Regions from separate parts of the Mus musculus genome. Here region 1 is linked to region 2. A link is a contact called in public Hi-C data. All regions are on one chromosome and are shown on one strand. The core of a region is the stretch at or near the end of the contact, and the rest is flanking DNA. Distances in the headings are between cores, read along the strand shown. Region 1 has its middle 180 kb from the start of Gm25633. Region 2 has its middle 13 kb from the start of Gm25633.

What was found. A called contact is a pair of places that touch in the nucleus more often than the background predicts.
Region 1: a contact with region 2 is called in a Hi-C map of muscle stem cells, with 2.5 times the contacts expected there. The contact joins two enhancer-like sites. A contact is called at or near these places in 4 of 39 promoter capture datasets (the 3T3-L1 cell line, 3T3-L1-derived adipocytes, frontonasal cranial neural crest and 1 more), 1 of 15 datasets of contacts at CTCF or cohesin (the NIH/3T3 cell line) and 5 of 484 Hi-C or Micro-C datasets (embryonic fibroblasts, muscle stem cells, nephron progenitors and 1 more).

Annotation. Positions count from the first base shown.
Region 1 is chr9:50,003,031-50,008,759 of GRCm38.p6, reverse strand. No RefSeq gene overlaps it. Among named protein-coding and RNA genes, the nearest start is that of Gm25633, 180 kb to the right of the region's middle. Within about 2 kb of position 2,794, at least 71 of the 459 cell types and tissues checked have an H3K27ac peak or open chromatin away from gene starts, as enhancers often do. A contact at or near this core is called in muscle stem cells, where this site is marked.
Region 2 is chr9:49,810,331-49,816,593 of GRCm38.p6, reverse strand. No RefSeq gene overlaps it. Among named protein-coding and RNA genes, the nearest start is that of Gm25633, 13 kb to the left of the region's middle. Within about 2 kb of position 2,258, at least 11 of the 459 cell types and tissues checked have an H3K27ac peak or open chromatin away from gene starts, as enhancers often do. A contact at or near this core is called in muscle stem cells, where this site is marked.

The DNA of each region.
Region 1 (5,729 bases), core at 1,545-4,044, 190 kb before region 2:
CTGGAATGAGCATCCTCTCAGACGCTACAACGGGGCAGATCCAGTGGGGAAGCCAGTAGACAATTGTGATGAGAAGATGCATGCAAAAGGCAAGCTCTCACTTTGACTGTTAAGTTGGCCAGCGTGCCTCCTCTGCTAAATCTCTTTCACAGGGGGAAGACCAAAAGGCTGCTGAGAACACCGGGGTAAAAGGCCGAAGTGAGCAACCCCAACCGCCTTGTTCAATCCGAACAAAATCTCTATGTGTTTGCATAGTCAACCTTACTTTGTTGGTTGGTAGAAGTTCAGTATATTTTTGTGATAACTTTGCTCACTCGACTGCAATGTAAGAATTTTAAATGAACAGCCATGTATTTGTGGTGTGCAATTTGCTTTCTAATCCAAGCAATTCAGGCAGGGGACAGATTTATGTTAGAGTGGAGCTAGGATGGGAGGGGAAGGGAAGCTGACTCAAAGGAGGTAAAGAGAGCAGCTGTGGAGGAAGGGCTTTTGATAAGTCCTTGAATTTATCATCCAACTCAGAAGGTAGACAGTATTCTAACCCATGCCTTAGAGCTCAGAAAATACCCTCCCATTACCAATGAAGACAGCCTGTTGTCTGTCTGCCTATTTTTTCTTCCCTCATGACCTCTCTTTCTTGACAAGATGAGGCTTAATATTGCTGTGTGATGTTTTTATTTGAAAGTTCTTTATAATAAAGTTTTCATTTTAAAAATAAAAATACCTTTTGTCTTTAAGAAATAAAAATAAGGTCTCTCCCTGTAGCCCAGGCTAGCCTAGAGCTCACTATATAACACAAGCTGGCCTCAAAGTTATATCAATGCTCTCTCCTCAGCTTCCTGAGTGCTGGAATGACAGGCACGAACCACTACACTGGTCTCCAATAAAAACATTCTAAGCAAAGGGAATGTCACATAGCCTTTTCCATTTGGAACTGTCAATTATGAGGAGCCCCTGGTGTGGTGTGTCAGCTTCGCGCTGACAATCAGGAGGGAAAATGGAAGGTGCAGGAGGAGAGGGGTGTGATGGATGGATCCTTTTTGGTATGTGCAGCTATGTTATACACCCCTGATGTGAGCAGCTGCAGGCGATGATGGCAAAGCTGCACTGTCTGCTCTCATTCCTGAGTCTACATTCCGCCTTCCTGGTGGGGCCAGATCAGGGTTCGACAGACCCACAATCAGAATCAGGTAAAAGAAAAGAGCTCTTGACAGAGGACCGCCCTGATCTCTTCTTCTCCACCCACCACCCAACTAGACGTCAGAATATTCTGCATAACTGGCTACATTGCAGCTTGGTGTCTGGGTATAACTCATCCTCAGACATGAGCTTCACTGTTTCCAGCCAGCCCTGCTAGATGTCTAAGGAAAGTGTCACTTACAAATTAAAAAGGAATAAATCCCCCAGTAGATTAAGTCTAGCTCTTACTACACTCACCAAAACTGCCAAGATCCCCAGGAGAAGGAGTCACCTGTACAAACACCCTTCCCACTTTGATGACAAATACATGTGACCTGCCACCCCAGGTTTTGTGTCAAGTCCTCAGATGTTTTTTAAGCCACCATGAAGTAGGTTCAAAATGAAGGACAACTGGCAGCCTCATGGCAGTGACCAGGGTGGGAAGATCTAGATGAGCCTGCACCAGAGGCTGGATGTCCCCAGCAGGCAAAGGGATGGAGTAAGAAGAGGTTGCTGATTTCTGAACCAACATTTGTGACAAACCCTGAGTCAATAGAGTGACTGTGCCCTGAAATAGGAAGGATTTAAAACCATCCTTACTGTTATTTCAGCTTTATTACCCACCCTTGTATTTTCTGCAGAAGGCTTGATGGCTTTAGTTTATGAGAACCTATTAATGTGTGACACATTCCTGGAATCCCATTCTTAATCTCCTTATCTTCTTTACCCCTGTCTCAATTCCCCCTCTCTTCCTTAAACACACACACACACACACACACACACACACACACACACACACACACACCAAATATTCTTCCCATAACATTGGCACAATATAGGCTAATATGGGTCTCTATGAACCCATCTGCTATGCAAATGCATAGCAGACGTGTGTATTGGGGGTTCCCTAGACTTCTTTAGCTATCCACAGCATGTCACAACTAAGGAAAGCTTGGAGATGGTCTAGATGGTTAATCTTTGATAACAGAGGTGACTAAGACCCAAAGTAGTCTATGACCAATCAAAACCAGAGCAAAGACAATTCACCCACATCTTCCAGCTCCAGCAGCAAACCGCCCTCAGATGACATCCTTTGGACCCATTTCTGTGCATGCCTGAGCAAGACCACTATACCTATTGTCACAGGTTTTCTAAGCCAGGGTTCCCTCCTAGGACACGGGGAAGATGAGAATAGTGACACATCAGGTCTCCTAGCCCTGTCTGTGGTTTCATGAGGCCTCACATTCCTGAGAACTGAAATATCAAATGCTGCTATGAACCCCACAACCAGCTGGGGAAAACAAGGCTGAAACCAGGTCTTCACCCCCAGCCCTTCCTTGGTTCTGCCTGCCACTCCAGACTCCTAGCTCCTCAGTCAGCTGAGACCTTCAGCTCTGCTGAGTCTCCACTTTACCCACAGAGCACTGACCCAGAGCTATAGCTCCAGGTCACAGCAGTTGTTGAGAGACAGGGATGTATGAAGTACGTGACCAGGCAGTTCCGCAGGCACAGACACAGAGCTCCAAACCAGCTCTCCCTCCCTTCTGCTTAACATAAATGCAAGCCAGTAGAGGAAAGCCACAGCGAGGTCAGTGCATTCCTGGCTGATACAGAAAGTCTTTGTCCAAGGCTGCCAGGCCACTGCCTGCAGCTGACTCAGGCTGCCAGGCTCAGGCTGCACATTCCCTCTCTGCTGAAAAATAAGCAGGTCAGAATCTCATTCAGCCACGGAAGAGTGAGCATGGTCTAGAAGGTTGGAGACGGTCTAGATGGTTAATCTTCTATAGCGAACAAGCATGAGCCTCTCTCCAAGAAGAAACCCACGAAAGCATATAAACATAGGCATGCACACACAAACATGTATACATAGACACACAGTTATACGTACCCAGAAATGTACATACATATTCAGAGAGACATACACAAGTACAGAGACACATACACACGTGCATACACAGACATACTTTCACACACATATAGGAACATTTACACAAGCACGCAGACATACCACATAAGCACAGACACAGAGTCACAGTGATGCACAGATATATGCACAAACAGACATGCACACACAGAGATACAAAGGTGCACACACACATACAGAGGGAGGGAGGGAGGGAGGGAGGGAGGGAGGGAGGGAGGAGGGGAGGGAAAGAATGTGTTTATGTGAGAAAGAGAGAGGGAGGGGAGGAAGAGGGGGAGGGGGAGGGGGAGGGGGAGGGGGAGGGGGAGGGGGAGGGGGAGGGAGAGGGAGAGGGAGAGGGAGAGGGAGAGGGAGAGGGAGAGGGAGAGGGAGAGGGAGAGGGAGAGGGAGAGGGAGAGGGAGAGGGAGAGGGAGAGGGAGGAGCAAACACTGGAGACTAAGCGTGCCTAGAAACTGCCTAGGATTTTCAAGAATTCTGGCATCCACTACCAGGAACAGAGTCCTAGGACCTTAACATGCCCAGTTTTCCAAACTTTTCATCCCAGTAAAAGAAGAATGTCAAGGCCCACCTGGAGAAACTGCTGTAGACTAGAGTAAAACATGTTGTTAGTATCTGCATCAATAAATCACAAGGCACGCCAGTATTCTTAGTTAGTACATCTTTCCTATATTTAATCAACCTCCCTTTTTCTGTCAATGTCATTCCTATCTAGGAGGTGGTGTCCACCCCAGTTCCCAGTTCAAAAGCGGGGCACCACCTAGAATCATATGACTGACATTGGACATTTAGAGTCCTTTTCCACAAATTTAGGAATGTGGTGAGCCTGTCACACAGCTGGGATCATAGTTTAGGAACTCAGTGTTATGTGGTGTGGACTTCAGAAAAGGAAACCTGCCTGTAGCCGTCAGAGGAAATGCCATTAGAAAGAGAGACATACAGGAAGATATTGCTAGTATCTGCAGATTGCTAGTATCTGCATCAATAAATCACAATGCAACCACTGGATGGGGCCTAGTCCTATCCTTTCCTTTGACTATGAGAACACAAACCTGCAACTTTCAGTGCAGTCCCCAATTCCACTATAATGGTTTGAGTTGGCTTCTAATTATGGCAACCAATTTGCCTCCCTAGAAAATGCTGCCACTACCACAACCATGATTATATATACAGACAACGGCAGATTATGTCTTCGACATCTATATCTCCAAGCTTCGTAAGAATGTGAACTTGTATCTCTTTTGTAAAAAAAAAAAAAACATGATGATGTACTTGATTGGCACCTCAGCCACTGTCATTAGTGTGAGGAATTCTGTCACACAGCAAGGATAGAAACAGCCACCTATAGCTCCTCTCCACCTGAAGTCTGCTCTGACATGAACCCGGCTATGACAGACCACATGCTCCTTTGGAGTGCTGTCATTTGCCTTGGACAAATGATCTGTCTGAGCTTTGGGGCTGTTTAATCAGTGTGACCAGTGTGCACAGCTACATGTAAAGCACCGGCCACAAAGTTCAGTGCTGGGAGGGGGCACCTGTTAGCAGTAAGTTGTCACTCTTTGTGCCTGGTCCCCACCAAATTTCCCATAGGCATTGCCTTAATTCTTTTGATCCCTGGTATTCCCACAAAGAAGAAAAGAGCTCTAAAAAATAGAATATGGACATTTCTTTTTCTATAGCCAATATGAAACAGTCTCTAAATAAGAGGTCCAGTATAGACCTAGCAGCCTTCAGAAGCTCCAACTTGACTCCATCTAAACTATCAACAGCCACCACACATCCTCAGGCTTTGGATCGCTATGTTACTTAGTCAGCACTTTACTAAGTACTGTAGGAAGAGATACACAGAAATCACTGTTAGAAGCAATGATCCCCCCCCCCCACTCTCAAGAGCCTTATGATGAATAGTTTTACAGAGCAACACAATCAGGTCAACCATCTCCATCAAAAGAGGGTGCCAGGAAGACAGCTGGACTGATCACAAGCCAAGTTATAAGCCAAAGTTGCGGGGGGGGGGGGGGAGGAGAAAGAGCTTCAAACCATGACTAGGAAGTGAGATGAGAAAGAAGCAAGAGTTTAGAGCATGTTGCCTTCCTGTGGGTCCGGGGAGTTGCTCAAGGGTGGGTATACTTGTGCAATAAAAGTCTCAAGCCCATGAGGACACAGGCAGTAGAGGTTCTCCAGCCAGCTAAGGAGGGTTGGGGCCATTGGCACAGGAATATTCTAATGTAGGAGTCTTAACTGGCTGCACTCTGGAAACACCAGGGGAGCTGAGAAACACCCTGATGGATGTGTGGTCTTTTCCACAGAGTCCAGTCCCTTTGGTGCAGCCAGGAAATAAAGATTTCTTGCAGCTGCCATGATTCTGACTCTGGAAACCACTTCCCTACATGGTAAAGAGAATGGAGTCAGAGCAGGAAGTCAATGAGCTTTTGCTTGGTCAATGTAAAAGTCTGGGGTGTAAGGCCAATGGTGAAGGATATCCTAAGTGATTCATCCATGCTTCCCTAGTGTCTGAGTCCAACCTTAGGATGATCTACGCTTAGGCATCTTTCCAGTGCCTTTTTCTTTTCTGTTGCCTTGTTGCCAGCCACCTTTTGCCCCCAATACCCACGCATTCAATACCAG
Region 2 (6,263 bases), core at 1,009-3,508:
CCCCCGCCCCCCGGTTGGTGCTCAATATGTTGAATGGCTCGAACATTCCTGCTGGGGTATTGGCCATGGGTCAAAGCTGGATCCATCATAGCTCAGTACATTAGAGCTCAGGTTTCACATCTGTGAAGTGAGGGGGACGGGCTGAATCATCTCTAAGTTTCCTCTTAGACTTAAAGAACTATGTTGCTTGTCTGAAAGGAGGATGAATCAGAGTTTAGCAGCCACAGACTAGCAATATGAGCCGATACAACATTCCTTTGTACAGAATGTTCCCTCTGCTCAAAATACCCTCTCCCCACTTGTTCACTTGGCAAATGCCCAATGAGCAGCCCAGCTGGCCTCTGAGACTCTGTCCTTGACCTCTCCATCAATGCACATTCCATCCCCAAACACACACACGCACAGTGATTTCCTTCTTAGGCCCTCCTGGGTATGCAGTGCATTACTGTGATTATTTGATTATGGGCTGTCTTTCCATCCTCACACCCTGGACTCCAAGCTCCATGAAGACAAAAACTGCACACTATTTTCTCTTCAGGCTCTACCTTCCAGCCTGGCCCACAAAACAAATATTCAATAAATGCCCTTTTCAGGAACTGAATGAATGAGCAGGGCATGTGTGGAGGAGCAGGAGGGGACAATTTGACCTTAATGGAGAATCTAAGCCAGAACACAGTGAGAAATTAGCGGTAGTTTGATGGGAAGAGAATGAAGCACAGAAAAGTGTATTGAGACCCAGTACCCCAGGCAGTGCGGGGTCCTTGTTCCATTCTGAGGTGGGAGGGGTGACAGGAAGAAGAAAAAACATGAAAAAAGATCAGTGCAAACCTCCTCCTCAGCTTAAAAAAGAAGTGATCGTAAATGAACCTGATGTTTTTCTTCACAGACCGTTAATTCATCCACAGCTCAACACTATAGGCTACACTCAACTGCAGCAAACAGCAGAACATCGCCACGAATCTCAACTCCCACGAGACCTTGCAGGATTGCAAGATATTGCAGGCATACCTGAGCTATATGAAGACATAAATTTACAAAACCAAAATGAACAATATTTAATAAATTACCAATAGTGCAAACACTTAACTAGAAAAAGTTCTATCTACTATCTATCTATCTATCTATCTACTATCTATATATCTATCATCTATCTTTCTATCATCTATCATTCATTTATCATCTACTATTTGTCTTTCTATCTATTATCTATCTATCATTTATCATCTATCTACTATTTATCTTTCTATCTATTATCTATCTATCTACTATCTATCTACCTATCATCTATCTTTCTATCTATCATCTATCATTCATCTATCATCTACTATTTGTCTTTCTATTATCTATCTACCATTTATCATCTATCTACTATTTATCTTTCTATCTATTATCTATCTATCTATCTATCTATCTATCTATCTATCTATCTATCTATCTATCTATCTACCTACTTCGTATACACACTCACAGTCCTGAGAAGTTCTTGGACACCATCTTGCTATTACATTGTGTTTGCATTCATTTCAATTATTCACTTGCACAAAGGCCAAAAGCCATGCTCAGATCTAAGGGGGAAAAAAAGCCTGATTATTTTAGCTTAATAAAATGTAATAAAGATTAAAAGTCTTTGGTATTTGTTTGTATTTGGAATATAGAACACACATGTTTATTTATAACACATGCATCTTTTGAGCCTTCTGAAATGTAAGATAACACTAAAATACGTGCATTGCAATGGGATATGTGAATGACTAAAATAGATGGGAGCTCAAACAATGCATTCCATTTCCCGCCAGACAACCCCATGCCTCATGTAAACAGCTGAACAGGTGACATTTCCTTTGGAAGTCAAGCAAGCCTCTTCATTTTGTGCATTTTGGAGAAACCAGACCTGGGAAACAGTCCAGTCTCAGTTATTGATGAAGAGGGCATGGCTATGTTTACCCAAGTGATTGGCCCTTTTACCAAGTGGTTGCATCATTTTGAAATCTTGGACTCTATACTTCATGGGCAGTTTTAGAGTGCAGAATATTCTTCCTTAGGCGGAGAAGGTCAGAATATGTGTGTGTGATGTGTGTGTGTGTGTGTGTATGTGTGTGTGTGTGTGTGTGTGTGTGTGTGTGTGTGTGTTTCAAGGTGGAGGGTGGAGGGGAGGGCCTCAGAGAACTTGTCACTGGTGTTTGGTAACTGCTTTGGGGTAATTAGGCTTGTCCGTGACTAAGTGTGATCCACTAGACAACAATGTGAGAAATTGCCTTCAGTGTGGAACGAGCTTGTTTGGATCACCCATGACTCAACGTTTATGAGGGAAGGTGAGGTGTTGTCGTGAGTCTAGATTCTTTCAAGAATTTTCAGGGTAGAGCAACTCAGCTGATGACTTACTGCTGTCTGTGTGGGGGACAGTGCTGTTCTCCAAGTTTGGCTTTCTTCTGCATAGTTATCGTTTTTTTTAAGTTTCTAGCTGATTGCTAAGGTATCTTTTCCGAAAGATGTTAAAATCAACCTCAGTCTCTAATGTTCCCATTATACCAAAAGTCATGGCAGGAGGAGAAGGCTATTTTCTTCCATATACTTAGAAGCCTTGCTATAATACACATTTTAGCCAGAGATGGGCTATTACGTAATAGGTCTTCAAACTAAGTCCTGGGTGTTAAAACTCTGCAAGATTTCATGCTCTTACGATACTTGTAAATCTGTCGGTGAGCTTGAGTCACATCACAAAGATCCATCCATTCTTCACTGACACTCATGTATATTTTAGAGATAACTTATCTTCATCCTGATTTTGATCTTCCGTGGGTAATGGCTCCCAACTCTCTAGATTTATGTTCATCTGCCACTGGTCCCTTTGAAGACTCTTAATCTCTCTCCCCTAGCTGTGAGTATAGAGTAGTGAGAAAGACTACAGACTTTGGGACCTATGGCAGGCATGGTTGTTCATTAAATAGTCCTGATTTTCCTACTGAACACAATGCTTTCCTACCTCCCTACTCCCTTGAAGGTAGGGATGTTGATATGTTTTTTTCAATCTAGGAAATGCAAGTGTAAGTGTTAGGTAGGTTGTTTAAAGGCACACCAGTGATTTTCTTTATCATGTCCCATAAAACCAGAGACACTGAAACTTATAGAGGAGAAAGTGGGGAAAAGCCTTGAAGATATGGGCACAGGGGAAAAATTCCTGAATAGAACAGCAATGGCTTGTGCTGTAAGATCGAGAATTGACAAATGGGGCCTCATGAAACTCCAAAGCTTCTGCAAGGCAAAAGACACCGTCAATAAGACAAAAAGACCACCAACAGATTGGGAAAGGATCTTTACCTATCCTAAATCAGATAGGGGACTAATATCCAACATATATAAAGAACTCAAGAAGGTGGACTTCAGAAAATCAAATAACCCCATTAAAAAATGGGGCTCAGAACTGAACAAAAGAATTCTCACCTGAGGAATACCGAATGGCAGAGAAGCACCTGAAAAAATGTTCAGCATCCTTAATCATCAGGGAAATGCAAATCAAAACAACCCTGAGATTCCACCTCACACCAGTCAGAATGGCTAAGATCAAAAATTCAGGTGACAGCAGATGCTGGTGAGGATGTGGAGAAAGAGGAACACTCCTCCATTGTTGGTGGGATTGCAGGCTTGTACAACCACTCTAGAAATCAGTCTGGCAGTTCCTCAGAAAATTGGACATAGTACTACCGGAGGATCCAGCAATACCTCGTCTGGGCATATATCCAGAAGATGCCCCAACCGGTAAGAAGGACACATGCTCCACTATGTTCATAGCAGCCTTATTTATAATAGCCAGAAGCTGGAAAGAACCCAGATGCCCCTCAACAGAGGAATGGATACAGAAAACGTGGTACATTTACACAATGGAGTACTACTCAGCTATTAAAAAGAATGAATTTATGAAATTCCTAGCCAAATGGATGGACCTGGAGGGCATCATCCTGAGTGAGGTAACACATTCACAAAGGAACTCACACAATGTGTACTCACTGATAAGTGGATATTAGCCCAAAACCTAGGATACCCAAGATGTAAGATACAATTTGCTAAACACATGAAACTCAAGAAGAATGAAGACTGAAGTGTGGACACTATGCCCCTCCTTAGAATTGGGAACAAAACACCCATGGAAGGAGTTACAGAGACAATGTTTGGAGCTGAGACAAAGGATGGACCATCTAGAGACTGCCATATCCAGGGATCCACCCCATAATCAGCTTCCAAACGCTGACACCATTGCATACACTAGCAAGATTTTATCGAAAGGACCCAGATGTAGCTGTCTCTTGTGAGACTATGCCGGGGCCTAGCAAACACAGACTTGGATGCTCATAGTCAGCTATTGGATGGATCACAGGGCCCCCAATGGAGGAGCTAGAGAAAGTGTCTAAGGAGCTAAAGAGATTTGCAACCCTATAGGTGGAACAACATTATGAACTAACCAGTACCCTGGAGCTCTTGACTCTAGCTGCATATGTATCAAAAGACGGCCTAGTCGGCCATCACTGGAAAGAGAGGCCCATTGGACATGCAAACTGTATATGCCCCAGTACAGGGGAACGCCAGGGCCAAAAAAATGGGAATGGGTGGGTAGGGAAGTGGGGGGGGGAGGGTATGGGGGACTTTTGGGATAGCATTGGAAATGTAATTGAGGAAAATATGTAATAAAAAATATTTTTAAAAAAGGAAGGCATGGAGATACCCTGGGTGTCATAGTCAGCCCAAGTCAGAACTTTGAACTACATGAAGTAATTAGACCTATCACTTGTCTCCTCCCCTTCCCTCTCTTCTCCTCTCTTCTCTTTTTTCCCCACTCTCTCCATGTGCATGTGTGTCTGTACATGTGCACATGTGGAGATCAGCGCTGAAGCTTGGGAATCATTCCCCCTAGCCATCCATTTTGATTTTGGAAACAGTGTATCTCCCTGGTATCTTGAGCTGACTAGGGTGAAAGGCTGCCTGCTTGGCCAGTGAGTTCGCTACCTCTGTTTCCCTGGACTTGTGACGACAAGACAAGCTGTGCCATACCCAGCTTGTTTGTTTGTTTGTTTGTTTGTTTTGACCTGTGTGCTGGGGCTGGAACCCAGAGCCTTATGCTTGCACAGCAGGTATTTGACCTATTGAGCCATTCCCCTAGGCCCCACTTTGTTATGCTTAAGCCATTAAGACCTAGGAGTTAACCTTATCTCTACAGAGCCTAGAAATGGTGATTAATGTGCGACTAGACATTCTTGGGTCAAATCCTTGAACAAATTACTAAATTTCACACAATCATGTGAAAGTTAAATACAAGTATGTAGGAAAGAATTACCATATGTAATGTATAAGTTTGCTTGGAAGTGTATACAAACCCTTTTGATTTTCTCTGTTCTCCTTCTTCTTTCTCTTTAATGACAAAGAAGGTAACTTATATTAACTTGTTCCTAGATTAAGTCCTGGAACACAGAAATTTTTGGGTGATATACTAACTTATTTAAAAGATCCCTTCACAATTATCTTACAACATAATCGTCTTCTTTTTCCTCTATGAAATTTCTTTTGTCATGTTTTCCAAGGTACAGGTAGATAAGGGGACAAGTTTGGTGGACAGTAAGTAACACAATTTGTATAGGAAAAATTTCACTTCCTCTATTTACTTGCTTAATTGTGTGTATATGAGTGCAAGTGTGTGCCAAAGAGAAGGTGTGGAGGTCAGAAGACGACTTGAGAAACTCTGTTCTCTTCTTCCACAATGTGGGTTCCAGAGATGGACCTCGGGCCATCAGGCTTGGAAGCAGGTGACTCTACCCACAGAGCCATCTCTCAGATCCTACATTAGAGCTTTAACTCTGGCTTAGCAATTGGCTGGCCTCCGTAAGCCTGGACTGCGTGGGGCAGTCCATTATCTGGCATCTTGAAGCATGGCTCCCTGACATCAGCTAGATGTCTTTTAGACTGTTAAGCTGTGCTCTGAGATTCACAATTGAGAAGGACATTAACAAGCTGAATATATGCAAGTGCCAGGTGAGAAGGATCAGGATTATGATATGACCTTCTAATACAAGGAATTTCTTCCTTCTTCACTTGTTTACAAATCATGTAGGGAACATAATCTGTGTTATCTACATTATCTAGCCTATGCAAGGATGGAATGGAATCATGCCACTTACTTCATAGGAGCCTCATAAGCAAAGGCAAGGAGTGGGAGCAGGAATGTGTATAGGGAAAGGGCCCAGGCAGAGGAGAGGAGGGAGTGTTGAGCAAGGGTT